Regions from separate parts of the Ovis aries genome. Here region 1 is linked to region 2. A link is a contact called in public Hi-C data. All regions are on one chromosome and are shown on one strand. The core of a region is the stretch at or near the end of the contact, and the rest is flanking DNA. Distances in the headings are between cores, read along the strand shown.

Region 1 (4,655 bases), core at 653-3,152, 140 kb after region 2:
ATTTCTAGCATCCCTCTCTCTTAGCAGTCCAGCTACAGTGGTAACTAAAGAGCCCTACATTCTCAGGACTCTTTGGTTACTGCTCCCTCACGTCTGAAATGCCCCTTCCTTGCCCTCTCCCTCTCCCAACTTCCTTGCATCCTTCAGGATCTACTCATTCCCATTCATCCACTAGGAATCAACCAGAACATCTCCCTTGACTGCTCAGCTCCAAGTCAGGATCTCCTCATGCATTCTCAGCATACACTTATTGATGTCACTGCACTGTAGTGATCAGTTTACTTTCCTACACTCCTACTGAACTATAAAAGTAAACTCCTCCAGGTACAGACTGAGCAACCTTATATACCCAACAGACAATGAGTGAATGCTCACACCCACTCCATGACCTTGTGCAGCCTGTACAAGCAGTCCTGAGCTTCTCATCTTAAGTACTTTCCTTCTGTAAAGTGGGGATAATGCTACACCTTGCTCACAAAGTTGTCCTAAGAACTAAAAGCGGTTATCAATGAAGCTCTTAGTAAAGTGCCTGCCATGTGGAACTACCATTTCAATGTCTGCTACTTCATGCCTTAGATTCCTTCCTGTATCCTGGGAATCGTAATGCTGTGATCAATACTTTCAGGCTGGAAGGCTTAGTTAGCAACCAGTCATCTTTTTCATGCATCTAGAAGTTACTGGTTACCGTCTGATCATCAGCAGGCATTTACGTGTGCCTATTATGTGCAGGAGTCCTTTCTAGGTTATCACTGAGTTCCCAGAACACAACAGAGGCAAAAAAAAAAAAAAAAAAAAAAAGACAAAAACCTGTACCAACACCCAGAAGCAGAAAGATTGTTAATTACTTCGATACAAACAATACCAGAATGTTTCAAACTACATTAAGCTTTGCTTTATAACTGGTGTAAGCTTCAAGAACAAATACTGATGGGAAAAGTTCAAAATTAACTTCTATCATCAAGTGGACCAAAAATCAGAGGCAGTCCGCAAATTTCTTGTTGCTATTCCTAAGTTTCACTTTTACTTAAAAGTATTTCTCATAAAAGAAGCTTAACCATGACCACGACAGACATAGATGACCTTAATTTGTCTCAGTCAAATGGGAATTCCACGTATTTCCTAATTAGTATTTAATTTGGCAGCTCCGAAAAATAGCCTGAGTTTTCTGTTTTTCTAGAAAACAGAACGTTGAATGGCATATCCCCACCACCACCACCTTCTCTCTTTAAGACAGGACAAAATGCACACTTTCTTAAGTCACACTGGCCTCTGAGCAAGAATAACAAAACTGCAAATTATGTCACCTGGTATTAGAAAAGGAGGCTGTGGACCTGAAACACCTTCCCCCTAGCAAATCCAGAGGTCAGAGTCCCAGGGAAGTTTCTGCACCACACTACACGGCGTTCAGTAGCTGCAGAGAGACCTCTAGCGCTGCCTGCAGAAGCCGAGTTTGCAAACAGTACCTGCTAATGTCACCTTAATGAGACAATGGCAACATGCTGAGTAGCAACGAACTGAGTGACCGCGATGAATGTTTACAGTTTTGCAACCACTTGGACATTCTACCAGCTTACAGCAAGAGGCCCTCCAAGCCTCTTTATTTCAGTACAACGTGTCAAAGGAATGATCCTTCTATGCACACCCCCTCCGCTACAAGAAAAGGCTAAGAAAACAGGTCCTGGGAGCGGAGGTCGGAACAACGTCTCTTCCAAAGCCCTCCACACAATAGACGGGAAACTATTGTCCACCTTCGGCTTGCTCCAAATGCCAGCGGTTAACGAGAGTACAAGCTGGGAGAAGCTCAGCACGACTGCTCCGGGGAACCGCACCGGGTTATAAGAAAATGGTCCTGGCGCATCCTACCCTCCCCCATCCGCCACCCTCAAACAAGTCGGTTACCCAGCTGGTCCCCACCCCCCTCTGCGGGCCGCCACCGCCCGCCTGGGCCCGGCTCGCCGAAGGTAGGCGCGGGGACCGGCGGAGCCGAGGCTCCATGTGCGGCAGCGCGGGAGGCGCTGAGGGGGCCGTGCCGGGCGGGAGGCTGCACCGCGAGCCGGGCGAGAGCCGCGCCGCCCCCTCAGCGTGGCGGTCGAAAGACCGCGGCCGCAGCATCCCCGGCGCGCGAGGCCCCGGCCCGCGGACCCCGCCTCAGCTCCACACCTCTTCCTCGCCGACAGCAGGCCGCGCCCGCGTGACGGGGCCGAAAACCCCGGCATTTCCCGGTCTCCGCACCGGGCAGCCGCCGCTGGCGGCTGCAGCCCGGACCGCCACCCGCCTCCCGCCGCCCGGCCGCAGGGACGGGAGGCGGCGGCCAACTCCGACCCATCGCGGGCCGGCGAGAACCAGCCCGGTCGCGCCGGCCCCCCGCCCCTCCTCGCCGCCTCAGGGCCGGCGCGACCGGGAGGGCGAGCCGGTTGGGCCCCCCGCCGCGGAAGCACACTCACCTCCACATCTCGGCCCTTATTCTTGAAGCTCTTGATGCGGTGGTTCTCCAAGCCGGGGTTCTCGGCCATGGCTGCGCGCGGCTCTGGCGGCGGCTACTCCTGCGGCTGCGGCGGCGGCGGCGGCGAGTCTTGGCGAGGGAGGGGTAGGTGGGGGAGGGCGGGAGAGGGGAAGGGCGGGGGAGGGGGAGAGGCGAGCACGTTCCGTGACGCCTCCGAGCGCGAGGTGGCAGCAGCGCCGGGGGAAGCTCGGGCCGATGGACGCGAGGGGCGGGGCGGGGCGGGAACAGCGCTGAAGAGAGCCGCGGGCGCCGGAGGGGGCTGGAGTCACGTGACGGCCTCCGGCCTGGATGCTCAGCCGGCTGGACGCGCCTGACGGTTCTCGGAGTGACCCCCACCCCCCGACTCTCTCACCCTCCAGAGAGCCCTTCCTACAACCCTTCGGAGCTTCCAGTCCTGTGCCAGGAATGGAGCCAGACTTGGCGGCTTTTTACTGCCCGTTCAGACCCGGGGCTGCGGCCGGAAACTACAGTTCCCAGCATGCCATTCTTCGGCGGGGGTAATTTTCTCAGCCTGCAAAGCACCCAGAGAATGCCGGGAACCCTAAGCGCGCGGCTTTCTGCGCGGGGCGCTCGGAGAGCCTGGGCGCGGGGCTCCGCCCCCAAGACCGCCTCTGGGCGGGACTGTGGGAGGAGCTTCCCAGGAGACGGCTCTTGCGCCTATTGGGAGGGAGGGGGGCGGGACTTCGAAGGAGGCTTCCAAGAAAATTAGAAACGGATCCATGGTTCCTGCTTTGCTCCTTTGCTTGTTTGGCCGGGGTCACCTAAGACAGCACCCACCTTCACTTGCTGTTCCCTTGCTCTGCTTTGGTTTTATAATTAGCATTTATCTCCACGTTACACATACATATGTATGTTATATGTGTGTTTATGTGTGTGTGTTACCTGGTTTGCCGCATTGGAATTAGCGCAGTAAAAGTAGCGACAGTGGTGGGTCTATTGCTGAAGCCCTTTGTTAATACAGTGCCTGGCACGTCATGAATAACCAATAAATACTTGAACTGATTAGCGCTCTAGCGTCTGTTTTTTCACCATCGTCCCAGGCTCCGTTCTGCAACCTCCACCCTGGCAGTTCCTGTATTCATGTATCCCTAATACCTCATAACTTTCCTTCCAAGGAGTCGTCTTTTAATTTCATGGCTGCAATCACCATCTGCAGTGATTTTGGAGCCCCCCAAAATAAAGTCTGACACTGTTTCCACTGTTTCCCATCTATTTCCCATGAGTGATGGGACCAGATGCCATGATCTTCGTTTTCTGAATGTTGAGCTTTAAGCCAACTTTTTCACTCTCCTCTTTCACTTTCATCAAGAGGCTTTTAGTTCCTCTTCACTTTCTGCCATAAGGGTGGTGTCATCTGCATATCTGAGGTTATTGATATTTCTCCTGGCAATCTTGATTCCAGCTTGTGCTTCTTCCAGCCCAGCGTTTCTCATGATGTACTCTGCATAGAAGTTAAATAAGCAGGGTGACAATATACAGCCTTGACATACTCCTTTTCCTATCTGGAACCAGTCTGTTGTTCCATGTCCAGTTCTAACTGTTGCTTCCTGACCTGCATAGAGGTTTCTCAAGAGGCAGGTCAGGTGGTCTGTATTCCCATCTCTTTCAGAATTTTCCACAGTTTATTGTGATCCACACAGTCAAAGGCTTTGGCATAGTCAATAAAGCAGAAATAGATATTTTTCTGGAAGGAATGATGCTAAAGCTGAAACTCCAATAGTTTAGCCACCACATGCGAAGAGTTGACTCATTGGAAAAGACCCTGATGCTGGGAGGGATTGGGGGCAGGAGGAGAAGGGGACCACAGAGGATGAGATGGCTGGATGGCATCACCGACTCAATGGACGTGAGTTTGAGTGAACTCTGGGAGTTAGTGACGCACAGGGAGGCCTGGCGTGCTGCAATTTATGGGGTCGCAAAGAGTCGGACACGACTGAGCGACTGAACTGAATACCTCTGTTTCACCACCATACATAATATCAGCGTTCAAGAAGTAGTCAAACCTTGATCCGCAGACTCTCTAGTCTAGCATCTCCCTTTAGGGTCATTGTAGGAATTGATTAAGGGAAATTTGAATCCGTAATACTAATAGTTGCTTTCTGGAGCAGGTGCGTTTCTTTGAATGTATGTGAAATAATTTATTTTCAGAACC
Region 2 (5,335 bases), core at 1,785-4,284:
AGTTCAGTTCAGTTCAGTCCAGTCACTCAGTCGTGTCCGACTCTTTGCGACCCCATGGACTGCAGCAGGCCAGGCCTCCCTGTCCATCACCATCTCCCGGAGTTCACTCAGTTTCAGCTGTCCAATGAACATGATCTGGATAGACAGACCTTTGTTGACAAAGTAATGTTTCTGCTTTTTAATATGCTGTCCAGGTTGGTCATAACTTTCCTTCCAAGGAGTAAGCGTCTTTTAATTTCATGGCTGCAATCACCATCTGCAGTGATTTTGGAGCCCCCTCAAATAAAGTCAGCCACTTAATTTAAGCATCTAAACCCAACTAACTATAGGGCTCGAGTCAGGGTCTCAACCTTGCCTATTTGGTATTCCTTCTTGTCCATATTTCGGCTAGCGCTGGCCTTCACCTGGCTGGCCCAGAGGCTCTGCCATCTGCTTTCCTTGGCATCAATGCCTCAGAGCATAGCGGTTTGCACCCTTGAGCTGTGGAAGAGTTCTTTGGTTGTCTGCTCTGTTCTCTACACCTCTGCTGACTGCTCCCTCTTCATCTGGCCTCCCGGGCTGCCCTCTCCCTCTAGAAGCTGACTTGGATTTAGCAGGGTGGTCACCTGGTTCTCTGACCACAGGGAGCCTGTGAGCTGTTTAACTTTCCGAAGTTTCCCAGAACTGGCTGGGCTCCTTGAAGCACCTTTGCAACAAAACGCTGCTAGCAGCAACTGGCCGAAGAAGCCCTTTATCGTCTTGTGTGCCACCAGCGAGCACGGTGGTATTATTGGCCCCGATTCCTCACTCCTTTCTCCATCCACACATTTGCTGTGGCTTCATTGTGGATGGAGGGTCCTTTTGTCGACACTGGGGTTGACCATGTGACTTTCTTTGGCCAGTGGGCTGTCAGCAGATAGACACAAGCAGGGGTTTGAATAGTGTTTGCATGCGGGGGTTTCCCTCTGCTGACTCTGCCATCAGAAGAACAAGCTTCAGCTGGCCTGCTGTCCGAGGAGGAGAGGAGGAGAGGCATGAGAGCAAAACCGCCAAGGACTTCCCTGGTGGTTAAGAGTCCACCTGCCAGCGCAGGGGATGTGGGTTCGATCCCTGCTCCGGGAGGATCCCACAAGACAAGCGGCAACTAAGCCCATGAACCACGACTCCTAAGCCTGCGCCCTCGAGCCCATGCTCTGCATCAAGAGAAGCCACCGCAATGAGAAACCCTCGCACCACAGCCAGAGAGTACCCCCTGCCCACTGCAACTGGAAGAAAGCCTGAGCATAGCAGCAAAGACCCAGCACAGCCAAAGACAAAATAATTTTAAAACAAACAAAAGCCTACTAAGTAGTCCAGAGACCTGAAGCCACGGCAGCCCAAGCGGAGATGGCCAGCTGAGGCCAGTCGGGATCATCCAGATCCCGGTCCCCCACAGGGCTCCAAACACAATGCTTACCACTGCATGCCACTGAGAAGATGGTGTGTCTTTCCCCCGCAGTGCTAGGTGACTAATACAGGCACTAAATGGTGGAAACCACCTATCTATAGTTTTATACCATGATTTCACTGGTTTATAAAATAATGCTCTAGGGTGGGATCCCAAGGTTGAATCATAAAAAGAGCTTGAGTCTTGAATCATTTACGAGTTAAGAAAAGAACTAACCTCAGACAGGGGTGGTGGATGGCAAATGTCCTACAAACTTGGCGTGTGCTTTGACATTTGTACAGAGGACAGTCTGACATGAACATGGTCACGCCAGGGGCGTATGGATGTTGAGAGGGAAAATGCAGTGGTAATGGCTACTTCTCAGTTTTGTGTGAAACTGCTTCTTGGAATTCTTAAGATTCCTTGGTTTTCCAATTTCACGTGCTCCCAGGAGTCGTCCCGGGCCATAAAACTCTCTTCCATCTTGTGGGTGTTCAGTTGATTCTAACTTAATGTGAACATACGGATTATATGCTATGCTGAGAGCAGGTTTTAGTTAAGAATGGAGAGCAGGCAATGGGTTCTGGAAGCCAGAGATTCTGGAATGGACTTAGAGATTCCTATACAATGTTGATCAAAGCAGAGAGGAAGAAGACAGCATGCAGCTGAGGGGGAGTGCACCTCAGCTGGCAGGACCTCTGGGATTTAATTGCACTCAGTCCTGTAACAAACCACCTTCGCTCTTCCTGCAGAACCATCTCTGCTTGGAATGGGGCTGCCAAGTGGGAGAGACTCAACCAAAAACGTGGGGGTCTGGGGATGTGAAGAGGAGGGAAACCAGGGATGAAGGACCAGTTCACAGATTCAAAGGCTGTGGTTCACATCTTGCTTGGATTTAATGGGGAAAAAAAAGAGGTAATACATTCTCAGAATGCCAGCCAGGGTAGCCAGGGCTGAAGTCTTCCAAGTCAGGACTGTGGGACTGATTCACTTAATAAAAGTTTCCTCCCAGGCCCAGGGGCTTCCCTGGTGGCTCAGACAGTAAAGTATCTGCCCACAATGCAGGAGACCCAGGTTTGATCCCTGGGTGGGGAAGATCCCCTGGAGAAGGGAATGGCAACCCACTCCAGTATTCTTGCCTGGAAAATCCCCATGGACAGAGGAGCCTGGCTGGCTACAGTCCGTGGGGTCACAAAGAGTCAGATGTGACTGAGCGGCTAACACTTTCACTTTCTTTCCCAGGCCCAGGGCAATCCAAGCAGATGCTGGGGAACACAGGATGAGAACTCAGAAGGCAGAAAGCAAGAGAAAGCAAGAAGATTGCTGTCTAAGGGGCTCCTGGCCTCAAAGCAAGCAGCACCCTCTGGGTGCTGATCTGGGGCGGGGGCGGGGAGGGGAGCACGAGGAAGAGGATTGCAACAGATGTGGAGGCATGGGGGGCCCCTCTCTCCCCTGCTGCCTCCCAATGGTTCGGCTACCAGGCAGGCCGGGAGGTGTTGGAGAGCCAGCGTGGAGAGGGATTAGGACTGGGGCAATGGTCCAGGCGGGACTGACTCACGATGAGCTCAGGTTCACTTTTGGGAGCAACTGGCGTCCAAGGAGATGCCATCTGGGGTGCAGATGCAGCCACGAGTCGAGGCAGCTGGCAGCTCTCACAACGTGGCTGTGGCATGTGGGCCAGCACTCCCCAAGCCTGGGTCTGTGAACCACCGGTTCCAAAGGTTGTGAAGGGCTGTTGGCCTGAAAAGAGGGTTCTGTGGTCCAACAAGCTTGGGAGGTGCTAGGTTTAATGGAATTACACAGGTTTCTCCACTGCAGGACATCTCAAAGCCCTTAATATGATGACAGGAATAGCCAGACTCTAAAGCAAGAACTGTGGTGTTGGAGAAGACTCTTGAGAGTCCCTTGGACTACACGGAGATCAAACCAGTCCATCCTGAAGGAAATCAACCCTGAATATTCATTGGACGGACTGATGCTGAAGCTCCAATACTTTGGCCACCTGATGTGAAGAGCCGACTCATTGGAAAAGACCCTGATGCTGGGAAATATTGAGGGCAGGAGGAGAAGGGGACGACAGAGGATGAGATGGTTGGATGGCATCACCGACTCAATGGACATGAGCTTGAGCAAGCTCCGGGAGATGGTGAAGGACAGGGAAGCCCGGCGTGCTGCAGTCCATGGGGTCACAAAGAGTCAGACACGACTGAGTGGCTGAACGACAAGAAAAGGCAGGCAGAATGAGAGGATACAGGTTTCGATCATGATCACAGAACCCTTTCTGCACAGAACAGAACTTCGGGCTAGTGAACTACTGACACTTTCCAGAGTGGGACACTAAAAATACCCCAGCCACCTGATGCCCAAGCGGGCAGTAAATCACTGGCCTGCAAGCTCCAGAATGCAGGCCAGGCCTGCCCTACCTACCGTGGCCGCTGGTGGCTGACCCTTGCCAGATGGCCCAAGTCTACTTCTTTGCACCCAGGCAGCCAGTGGGGCTAGGAGGAGAGGGGCCCCCAGGAGGCAGGAAGCTGCTGCAGGTGCATCCTGGGTGTGGGGTGGTTAGAGGTGGGTGTGTCATGGGAGGAAACGGGGTTCCCCAGGAAAGGGCAGTGGCTTCCACAGTGACAATTGCTTTACTATTATAAATATAATCGGGGCATCCCATCAGAACCCACAGATCAGCCGCTCAAATTACCCCACGGCCGCCAGATGTCGCTGTTGCGGGGAGCATGAATTTGCGGTCCTATCTCCCTACAGGCAATGACTTTACCGAGACAGCTCAAATTGTGGGCGCTCAGAAGCCCATGAGACCCACTCAATTCCTGCAACTCAACTGGGTGAGACCCTGCTTCCAGTTCTTAGTGATTAGATCCCACCTCCAGCACCCCTGGGACCAAAAGCAGTCTGACTCCCAGAATGTAACCAAGAAATGCCAAAAATCTGTGCCCGGTTCCTTTTAGCACAAAACAGCAAATCAGAAATGAGAGGCCAAGACAGAATATTTATTTTTTTAACTAAAATGCATCATCAGCAAACACAGAACAATGAAATTGAGAGGCTCCTCAAGTATAATGAATAGACCCAGATGATCAAAAATGTACTGAGCTTGAATTTTTTTGACCATTAAAAAATCCACAAAACTGAATGATTTTCATAGCTTGCAGGCTTCTGGCAACATGTCTAACAAGGTTGGACTTGAAAAAGTACTTATTTGATGTGGAGAGTCTTTTAAGTCTTTGTTGAACTTGTTACAAAATTGCTACATTTTATGTTTTCTAGGAGGCCCATGGAATCTTAGCTCCAGGCCAGGGATAAAACCTGTACCCACTGCATCAGAAGGTGAAGACTTGACCAATGGCCTCCCAGGGAAGTCCCTAAAAGTACTTTAAGTGAACTCTGTTCTAGTTCACTAAAAAGCTATGTGGACTTGGGCAGGTTATCCAACCTCTCTGAGCCTTAGTCTCCGTGTGTGTGAACTGAACCTACCCAGGCCCCACCCCGCTTTTAAAACATTTTTATTGGAGTATAGTTGCTTTACAATGTTGTTAATTTCTGCTGTACAACAAAGTGATTCAGTTACATACACACACACACACATATATACACACATCCATTTTTTAGATTTCCTTCCCATTTAGGTCACCACAGAACATTGCGTTGCCCATGCTATACAGTAGGTTCTCATCAGTCATCTATTTTATATATAGGAGTAAATGTCAATCCCAATCTCCCAATTCCTCTTCCCCTACTCCCCGCTCAAGGCCCCTTTAAACAATATATGAGTCTAGGATTCTAAGTGTGGCCTTGAAGGGCCCATGTGCAGCTGGGAAGGTGGACATCAAAAATAACAAAACAATACGAGGCCACTTAAGTGACACAGACAAGGGCTGCAAGAATGCAGAGTCCTGCTCTTCTGACTGGGGGACT

What was found. A called contact is a pair of places that touch in the nucleus more often than the background predicts.
Region 1: a contact with region 2 is called in a Hi-C map of muscle, with 5 times the contacts expected there. The contact joins the promoter of LOC132657287 here to the enhancer-like site in region 2. A contact is called at or near these places in 12 of 16 Hi-C or Micro-C datasets (blood, hypothalamus, liver and 5 more).

The regions. Positions count from the first base shown.
Region 1 is chr10:19,667,075-19,671,729 of ARS-UI_Ramb_v3.0, forward strand. It overlaps LOC132657287 (craniofacial development protein 2-like), which reads right to left and starts at 1,903. Exons shown (of 2, transcript XM_060394361.1): 1 at 1-1,903. It overlaps KPNA3 (karyopherin subunit alpha 3), which reads right to left and starts at 2,545. Exons shown (of 17, transcript XM_015098074.3): 1 at 2,445-2,545. The coding sequence starts at 2,513.
Region 2 is chr10:19,522,722-19,528,056 of ARS-UI_Ramb_v3.0, forward strand. It overlaps EBPL (EBP like), which reads right to left. Exons shown (of 4, transcript XM_004012081.6): 4 at 4,390-5,335. Among named protein-coding and RNA genes, the nearest start is that of ARL11, 15 kb to the left of the region's middle. Within about 2 kb of position 3,035, at least 2 of the 54 cell types and tissues checked have an H3K27ac peak or open chromatin away from gene starts, as enhancers often do. A contact at or near this core is called in muscle, where this site is marked.